Regions from separate parts of the Mus musculus genome. Here region 1 is linked to region 2. Evidence: chromatin contacts called from public HiChIP or PLAC-seq data. All regions are on one chromosome and are shown on one strand. Each heading gives the region's core, a stretch centred on a gene start, on an enhancer-like site or on the middle of the called end of the contact. The rest is flanking DNA. Distances are from core to core; before and after follow the strand shown.

What was found. HiChIP or PLAC-seq counts read pairs in DNA pulled down with a chosen protein or histone mark.
Region 1: a contact with region 2 is called in an H3K27ac HiChIP or PLAC-seq map of embryonic stem cells, with 9 read pairs. The contact joins two enhancer-like sites. A contact is called at or near these places in 2 of 484 Hi-C or Micro-C datasets (double positive thymocytes and embryonic fibroblasts) and 3 of 115 datasets of contacts at active chromatin or transcription factors (embryonic fibroblasts, embryonic stem cells and stem cell-derived neural progenitor cells).

The regions. Positions count from the first base shown.
Region 1 is chr16:95,768,527-95,772,334 of GRCm38.p6, reverse strand. The region is part of intron 1 of Gm32130 (a long non-coding RNA gene); the gene reads left to right. Among named protein-coding and RNA genes, the nearest start is that of Gm41509, 28 kb to the left of the region's middle. Within about 2 kb of position 2,429, at least 123 of the 459 cell types and tissues checked have an H3K27ac peak or open chromatin away from gene starts, as enhancers often do. A contact at or near this core is called in embryonic stem cells, where this site is marked.
Region 2 is chr16:95,622,472-95,626,662 of GRCm38.p6, reverse strand. No RefSeq gene overlaps it. Among named protein-coding and RNA genes, the nearest start is that of Gm31845, 44 kb to the left of the region's middle. Within about 2 kb of position 2,007, at least 9 of the 459 cell types and tissues checked have an H3K27ac peak or open chromatin away from gene starts, as enhancers often do. A contact at or near this core is called in embryonic stem cells, where this site is marked.

The sequences.
Region 1 (3,808 bases), core at 1,180-3,679, 150 kb before region 2:
CTCACGGGGAGACGGCTCAGCTAGCAAAGTACAAACAGGAGCAACGGAGTTCAATCACAGGCACTTAGGAAAACGCCAGGCCGTGGTTGTACGCTCTTTCTACACCAGGGAGGGGGAGCCAGGCAGATTTCTCAGGAAGCCTCAGGTCCCAGTGAGAGACCAGGTATCAGAAAACAGGATAAATGGCACCGAGAAAGAACAACGCCCAAGTTTGTCCTCTGGCTTCCACACAATGTACATGCATACACATGAAAACACATATCTGCACATGCTTAGAATGCATGCATGTACACACAGGAACACATACATGCACATACATAGAGCATACTCCCTAGCTGTTCACAATACTCACATGCATGCACATGCGCACATGAATACATGTACACACACATGCACACACACACACACTCACGACACCCAAGTTTGTTCTCTGGCCTCTACACAATGCACATGCTCACACACAAAAATACATACCTGCACATGCTTAGAATGTGCACATGCACACATAGGAACACATACATATACATACATAGAGTGTATCCCTTAGTTCTCCCCTACACTCATACCATGCTTGTACATACACACATGCATACACACACACACACACACACACACACACACACTGAAGTGTCAGCCCTGGGTTTATGCCTAGCACTGAAAGTGGCATTTGTAGAGTGGATGGCTTTAGAAGAAATGGAAATGGGTAAGGTTTCTACTGAGGAGCCAAGAACAACACCCTCAGTAGTTCCCGGTGCCTCCTCAAAGCTTGCATCTCTGCTGCTGTCTTTCTGGCTCAGGTAATCACACAGCAAACAGCCCTAGCTCTGAAGGAAGGTACTGCGTGTATATGTGCTGCACTTGGGTTTGAGGTAGACAGCTCTTATCACCAGCAGCATCCTGGGAACTGGGAGCCAGAGGCTATATGTTCTTCCCATGGAGACCTTGTTCCAGTTAAGCCCTGGCCAGCTAACGGACAGGAACAGTGGTGGCGGTCGGGGAGGGGCTTGGCTCAGCATTCACGGAAAGACAGTGTAGAAACATCTCTTCCTGAACTGCTTTCCCGGATGAGAATGGTTTTCTTCCCATTGCACTTGCAGGGAAGCATCTTCCTGGGCCTTTAGTAAGCACACACAACTCCTGGACTCTCCCTCTGGCATGGAGGAAGAGGGCCATCCTCTGAGGCACTTGTGAGACCCAGCCTGGGCATGAGGTGTGCTGATGGGTGACCATGAGTCACCCCCTGGGAAGGGAATGTGCTAGACCCAGCTTTCCAATGCCGTGTCTCCCATGTTGCCTATACAGGAAGGAGGGTGGAGGAGGCTATGGCTCAGCCTGTAGCTGAAGTCCAGCAAGCTCTCCTCACAGAGGAAGGCACCCAGTGAGCTCAGCCCTCAGGGAGGCTTGGCCAGCATCCTCACTTGTGTGAGAGGAGATTTTGACACCTGTCACCAGTCACTTTGTCTTTGTCCCTGCTCCTCAGTTTTGCTTTCACAGAGCTGGTCCTGGGCTTCCAACCTTCCTACCTGACTCTTTCCTAAGATGGAGCAGGGCTTCAGGGGCTGTGTCACTTGGGTCAGGAAGCCAGGCTCTGTTGCCTGAGATCAGCCTGTGCTGGGTAAGCCACTGCTGTCTTCATCTGTGACAGGGAGAATGTAGGAGACTTAATGAGTCTGTGTTTGCCAAGCTCTTTGAAGACTCTCAGAGCTCATGAAAGCCTGTGCTCATTATAGTGAAAGCTATAGCTGCTCTGGGCTTTAATGTTGTTCTTCCCTTGGAGGCCTGACAGGCTAGCTCTCACTCACATGGGTAAGACCTCAGTGGGTGCAGAAAGATGGGGGTGGGAAGAAGTGGTATGCATGCTCTAAGTGCATGTGGGGTGTGTGTGTTTATGTGTATGTGTGGGGGGGGGCTGTGGGGGAGGGGTACATGCAGTATGTGTGGTGTGTATATATATGTGTGTGGTCTGTTGTATATATAGTATGTATGTATGTATATTATATGTGTGTGTGCTGTGTATGTATGTATAATATGTGTGTGTGTGTGTGTGTGCGCTGTGTATGTATGTATGTATGTGTTGTATGTCTTATAGTGTGGTACAATGTGGGTAGTGTGTGGTATGGTTGGTGTGTTGGGGTGCGTGGTATATGGTATGTGGGGATGTGTGTGGTGTGTGGGTATGTGGTATGATGTGGTGTGTGTGCCCTGGTGTGTGTGTGTGGTGTGGTATGTGTGTGAGGGATATGGGTCTGTGTATGTCGTGTGGTGTGTGTGTGTCATGTGGTGTGTGTTGTATGTTGTGTGTGCTGTGGTGTGCGTGTGCAGGGTATACGTGTCTAGTGCGTGGACCTGGGCTTCACTCCCGCAGTGACTGTAAGGGGACAAAATCCCTTGCTTAGGTGCTGGCTCTGGCGGCAGCAGTGAACTTTTGTTCTGAGAACACCACCCACACACAGTCGGTTGCTGCCAGGAGCTGTGCCGCCCACACAGGATCAGTCAAGCCGGCATGAAAGAAATGAGCTTCCAACTGGCTCCAGTTTAAGTTTCTTTTCTTCCCTCCTCTGGAACAGCTTGAAATTGCTTCTCTTCTTTGTTGGGATCCCTGGAAAACTTCACCTCTCCTCCACCTCCAGTGTACTCCCTCCCTCCACCTCCTACCCCCTCCCCTCTCCTCCCCTAGCCTCGACCCACACCCACCTGTCCCCAGTCCAGGGATCCAGAAGCTGATCTGCACCCTTCACCATCTGATCCCGGGCTCACTGTTGCCCCTCAGTGCCCTGCAAGTCTAGCAGATTCTAGATGAAGCTGGGCAGAGGCAGGCCTGCACTGCCTACAGGTGAGAGGCTTGTTAGGGTGAGGACCAGAGATAATCCTTCACACCATCAAGGAGCTGGTGTCCCGAATTTCAAGCAAGGTTTCCTCGTTCTTCCCGGGGCAAGCAGGCCCTTTAGACTCCATTCTCTGGGCTTGAGAGCACACAGTGACACTTTCCACCGAAGCTCCAGGTAGACAAAACAGAGAGGAAGGTGCACCGAATAGGGTTAGCAACCAGGGCACACTAGGTTGTGAGGAGGCACGCTGGGGAGGCAGTGCATGAGAGCTGGACCTACCTGCTGCTGCTGCCTCTGTGTGCTGCCTGGGAGTGGGGTGGGTGTGGGTGTGGTTATGGGAAGGGCTTCTCCTGTCTGCCTTTTTTTTTTTTTTTTTTTTTTTTTGCCACCTTCTTTTACTGGCTACCAGCAGCAAGGTGGTCCAAGGCTTTTCTAAAAATTGAGGTATTGAGGTGGGTTGTTGCTCAGTGGTTAGAGTACTTGCCTAGGTACCAAACCTGGTTTCTTCTTATCACATTAAGATGTCTACGATATCCCACAATGCCCCACACTAAACATGGTTTGAAAAGTTCACATTAGGGGCTGGAGAGATGGCTCAGTGGCTAAGAGCAATGACTGCTCTTCCAGAGGTCCTGAGTTCAATTTCCAGCAACCATGTGGCTCACAACCATCTGTAATGGGATCTGACGCCCTCTTCTGGTGTGTCTGAAGACAGCGACAGTGTACTTACATACATAAAATAGTCCACTCAGTTCACAGGTGTGGGATCCTGGCACTCCTCCTTTTGTTTCTGGCCTCGGTGGCTTGCCAGCTGCGTCATGCCATGCACCCAAGCTCTGCTCCATCTCAGGTCCAGTAACTACTTCACCCTGTGACTGGGAGACTTCCCATTTCGTTGTTTTTTCTCATCAGCAATGGATGGCTGTGACCTTTAAGTGCTCTTGCTTAGCAGGATCCACCTTGTTTTTCCTTCTTCCTCC
Region 2 (4,191 bases), core at 758-3,257:
AAGACAATAAAATCAATATCAGCATCACAGCTGTCTCGCCTCCCTTTGTGAGTGTCTGGCTGACTGGATCAAGAGATCGCTGGAATCTCAAACAAAGCAGGACTTAAATCCCTCTTCGCTTTGACCTCTAATAGCCAATGTGCCTTGGGAGCCAGCTCTGGCCTCTCTCTCTTCCCATGAGCACCCTCTTCCCCATGCAGTAGAACTGTCTTTCATTTCAGTTGTCCTGGGACTCAGGGTTCCCTTGGACAATTCTGTAAGAACACTGGACATTAGACACTAGACAGATGATAGCATGCGGGACTCAATAATGTCCTTGGCCAATTCTATTGTTCAGGGTTCTCCAGAAAGACAGAACCCAGTGAGGTGTCTCTGTGTGTGTGTGTCTGTGTGTATCTGTGTGTGTGTGTTGAGTCACTTTCATTAAAATAATAACAATGGTCTCACACTGGAGAGGCTGAGAAACCAGCCGTTCCTTGATCCCAGAGTCTGTGTTCCCCAGAAGTTGGAGTAGCCCTATAGTGACTGTCATGACAGGGAAGTTGAAAACCCAGCCATTATTTTGTCCACAAAATTCCTGGATGCCTCAGGAATCTCCAATCTGTGATTAAAAACCTGGAAGTTCCTTAGTTCACAATGGGAGCCTGTAAAAGTAAATTCTGCTATCAGGGGTGGAATCACCACCATCATCGTGGTCAGCAGCAGCAGCAGCAGCAGCAGCAGGCCATCTCAGTTGCAAGAGGGAAGGCCAAGCAAGCAGAGAATGAGCCATCTTCTTTCTGCCATGTGCTTTTTAAGAAGTCTGTACTGCAACCCATACACGGTGGTCTTCCCATGTGGATCGAGGCAACCGGGACAGTACTTCAGGTGAGGCCCCTACTTAGGTGATCCTAATTTTGGCATGTTGACACTAAAGCCAACCCTAATACCAGGTAAGATGAGCTGCTTGCCTTAAACAGCTCATTTGCTCATGCTGGCGCCCTCACCGATCAGCCAACGCTCGGCCTCTCCCAGACTCCAGTCTTGGGGGAATTTAGTCAATAGTAGATTCTTAAGCTGCCTGAAACCAAGGGATTCCTCATAGCCAATTACCAAGATGTCACTTGCTTGTCCCTGTTTTCTATTCTTCCACCTGCCTGGCTTCCTAAGAGTGAGGACGGGGGCTTTGTCCTGTCTATCCACAATAGATCCTGGTGTGCAGAATGCTAAACATAAATGTGAGCTAAAGAATTCATTCATATATTGCAATAGTAGTGTATCTGGAAAGCAGAATTCAGTAACAAGATGTTCTCATTTTGGGGGGATGGTTGCGTGTGTGTGTGTGTGTGTGTGTGTGTGTGTGTGTGTGTGAGAGAGAGAGAGAGAGGGGGGGGGCAACCATTTTAGCTGTGAGGAAAGATCCCATGAACTTATTATACCTTCCAATAAAACAAGGACAGACCTTCCTTTCCTGGCTAGCTTAATCTGTGAACTTGACCCACCTTGTAATCTCAACTGAGGGATTGCCTAGGTCAGGCTGACTATATCTTGATTGTTAATTGATGTATGAAGCTCAGCCCACTGTGGAGCAAACCATTTCTGGAGCAGGTGGTTTGGGGATGAATAAGCAATCTAGTTAATGCCAGGTGTGATGGCTGGAGGCACAGGCCTTTAACCCCAGCACCTGTGGGGCAGAAGCAGACGAGTTTCTGAGTTTGAGACCAGCCTTGGTCTACAGAGTCCCAGGACAGCCAGCATCAGACAGAGAAATTCTGCCTTGAACAACAAAACAAAATCAAAACTAAGCCCACTCAGTCAGTCAACAGGTTCTCCAATGTGGGAGTGAAGATTAAAAAGAAAAAAGACAGACAACATTGTAGCATGACCCCTGTCAATTCTGAGACTGATGGCAGGTTTAATTTTTCCCAATTCACTTTTATACCATTTTAATTACATGCAGGTATTTAGGGCGAGCAGTACAATGAAGGATTAAGCAAGACAATAGTCAAGGAACAAGCAAGACAATGAACACACAGCCCCAAGATCACTCCAGTGACGCTGTTTCTAAGGATGATCAAGATATCTGAGCCTACTTCTTTGTTCTACCCTAAAACCAGATTCTTACTTCCTTGTCCTTGGCCAATGGCAGGTCCCTGCCTGGACTTACCTCTTTGTCATGGCCTGATGTCAGATTCCTGCCTGGACTTATTTCTCAGTCAGGGCCTAATGACAGATTCCTGCCAAGCGGTACCCCAAAAGGCTCTCTCCACAAAACAAAACAAGAACAAAAAAATCTAGTAAGCTGAGCTTCAGAACAAACCAGCAAACCGCATCCCCTCAGGGTCTCTGCTTTTAGTTCCTGTTGAGCTTCTTCCCCGACCTCCCTCAGTGATGAACTCTGACCTGGAAGTGTAAGCCAAACACAGTCCTTTCCTTCTCTGAGCTGCTTTTGGTAAAAGTGTCTTTACCACAGCAACAGAAGGCAAAGTAGGCCACTCCCCAGACTTTATAAATATTAAGTCTCTGTGTTTGTGTTTGACTGTGTTTTAATCTCTGTGTGGGCATGCGTTGTTTCTGTATGGTGTGCATATGTAGGTCAGAGGACAACCTTGGGTATGTCAGCTCTCACCTTTCACCTTGTTTGAGACATGATCTCCTGTTTGCCATTGTCTACACCAGGGTAGCAGGCCTGGGCGTGTCTAAGAATTCCCCTATCTCTGCCTCCTAGGCCACCATGGATATGCTGGGGTCTTTATGGTTCCTGACTCAGACCCTCAGACTCTAGAGCCAAGAGCTTTACCAATGAGCCATCTCCTCAGCCACTTTTTTTTTTTTAAAGTTGCACCAATTTGAACCATTCTTTCTGTTGTCTGGGTTTTCTCTTCTTTTCTTTCTTATTGGTACTTCCTAGAAGAGAACAGGCTTTTGTCTATAGAATTTTGCAGGTACCAACAAGGGAGGAAGCCATGGGGGTGGTGACAAGATGTTGGAAGGGTGAAGTGGGCATAGGGTGGCTAGAGCCAAATGTGCCAGTTGGCAAAGTTTGGGGCAGTATTCTTGCTGCCCCTGAAATTCAAGGTGGAGCCAGGGTTGTGCAGTGAATTTCATGGGTCAAAAAGCTGGTCAGTGGTGGTTGGTATATGCCTTTAATTTGAGCACTTGGAAAGCAGATGTAGGCAGATCTCTAAATTCGAGGCCAGCCTGGTCTATGAGTGAGTTCCAGCACAGCCAGGGCTACACAAAGAAATCCTGTATCAAAAAACAAACAAAACAAAACAACCCCCAGACCAGTTTATTTTACACTAACTTTTGGCAACACCCCTTGCGCCTTACACTGTACTGTTGCTGAGTTGGTTTTTGTGAATCTTTGGGCAGGGAGGGCTCAGTCCCCTGCTGATTCCAGGACCTGAGTATACGGGCCTCACACAGTGGGGAGCCAGAGCTTTGCATCAGGTTCTGAACTCTTTATTATCAGCACCTGCAGCTTCAGGCTGTGGGCCAACAGTCCCATGGCACTTTCCATAGGTTGAGCCAAGCGGCCTTGAAGCACGTGAACACCTCTGTGCCCTTTAGGGTGAGCATGAGGCTGGCTACCTGGGATCAAGGGCACTGCAGTTCAGCCTAAAAGGAAGCTTCACACAGGTACCAGCGGGCATAGGTCACAGGCTGGGCCTCTCTGAGCAATGTGTGGGACCCCTGTGCGGTGTCTACACTGTTCACAGCACTGTGGCAAGAGGACCAACATTTAGCTGTTCGTACAATGTGCATTAGTGTCTCACACATACACACACACACACGTGTGTGTGTGTGTGTGTGTGTGTGTGTGTGTGTGTGTGTGTGTGTGTGTGTGCTAGGGGAGTTGGTTCTTTCCTATCCACCATGTGTGTCCCTGGAGTTGAATTTTGGTTGTCAGGTTCTGAGAGAGGATCCTATGCTTGCAGAGCCATCCTGCTGGCCGACAACGTTTGAATTTAAAAGAACAAATATTATCAGCAAGGAATAAAAGAAGAATAATGTGTTTTTATAAAGCTGGCAGGCAATGCCAGGAGGCACAGTTGTTCAAGTCAAGAGAAGAGCACCCTGGGAGTGTCACATGTCCTCTTGAGTGGGATTGAGCAGAATGTGCAAGGCAGAGGTGAGGGTGGGACAGAGAGAAGCTGAGGCTAGATCATAAATGGGATTTTAGCATTAAGAAGAGCAATTGACAAGTTT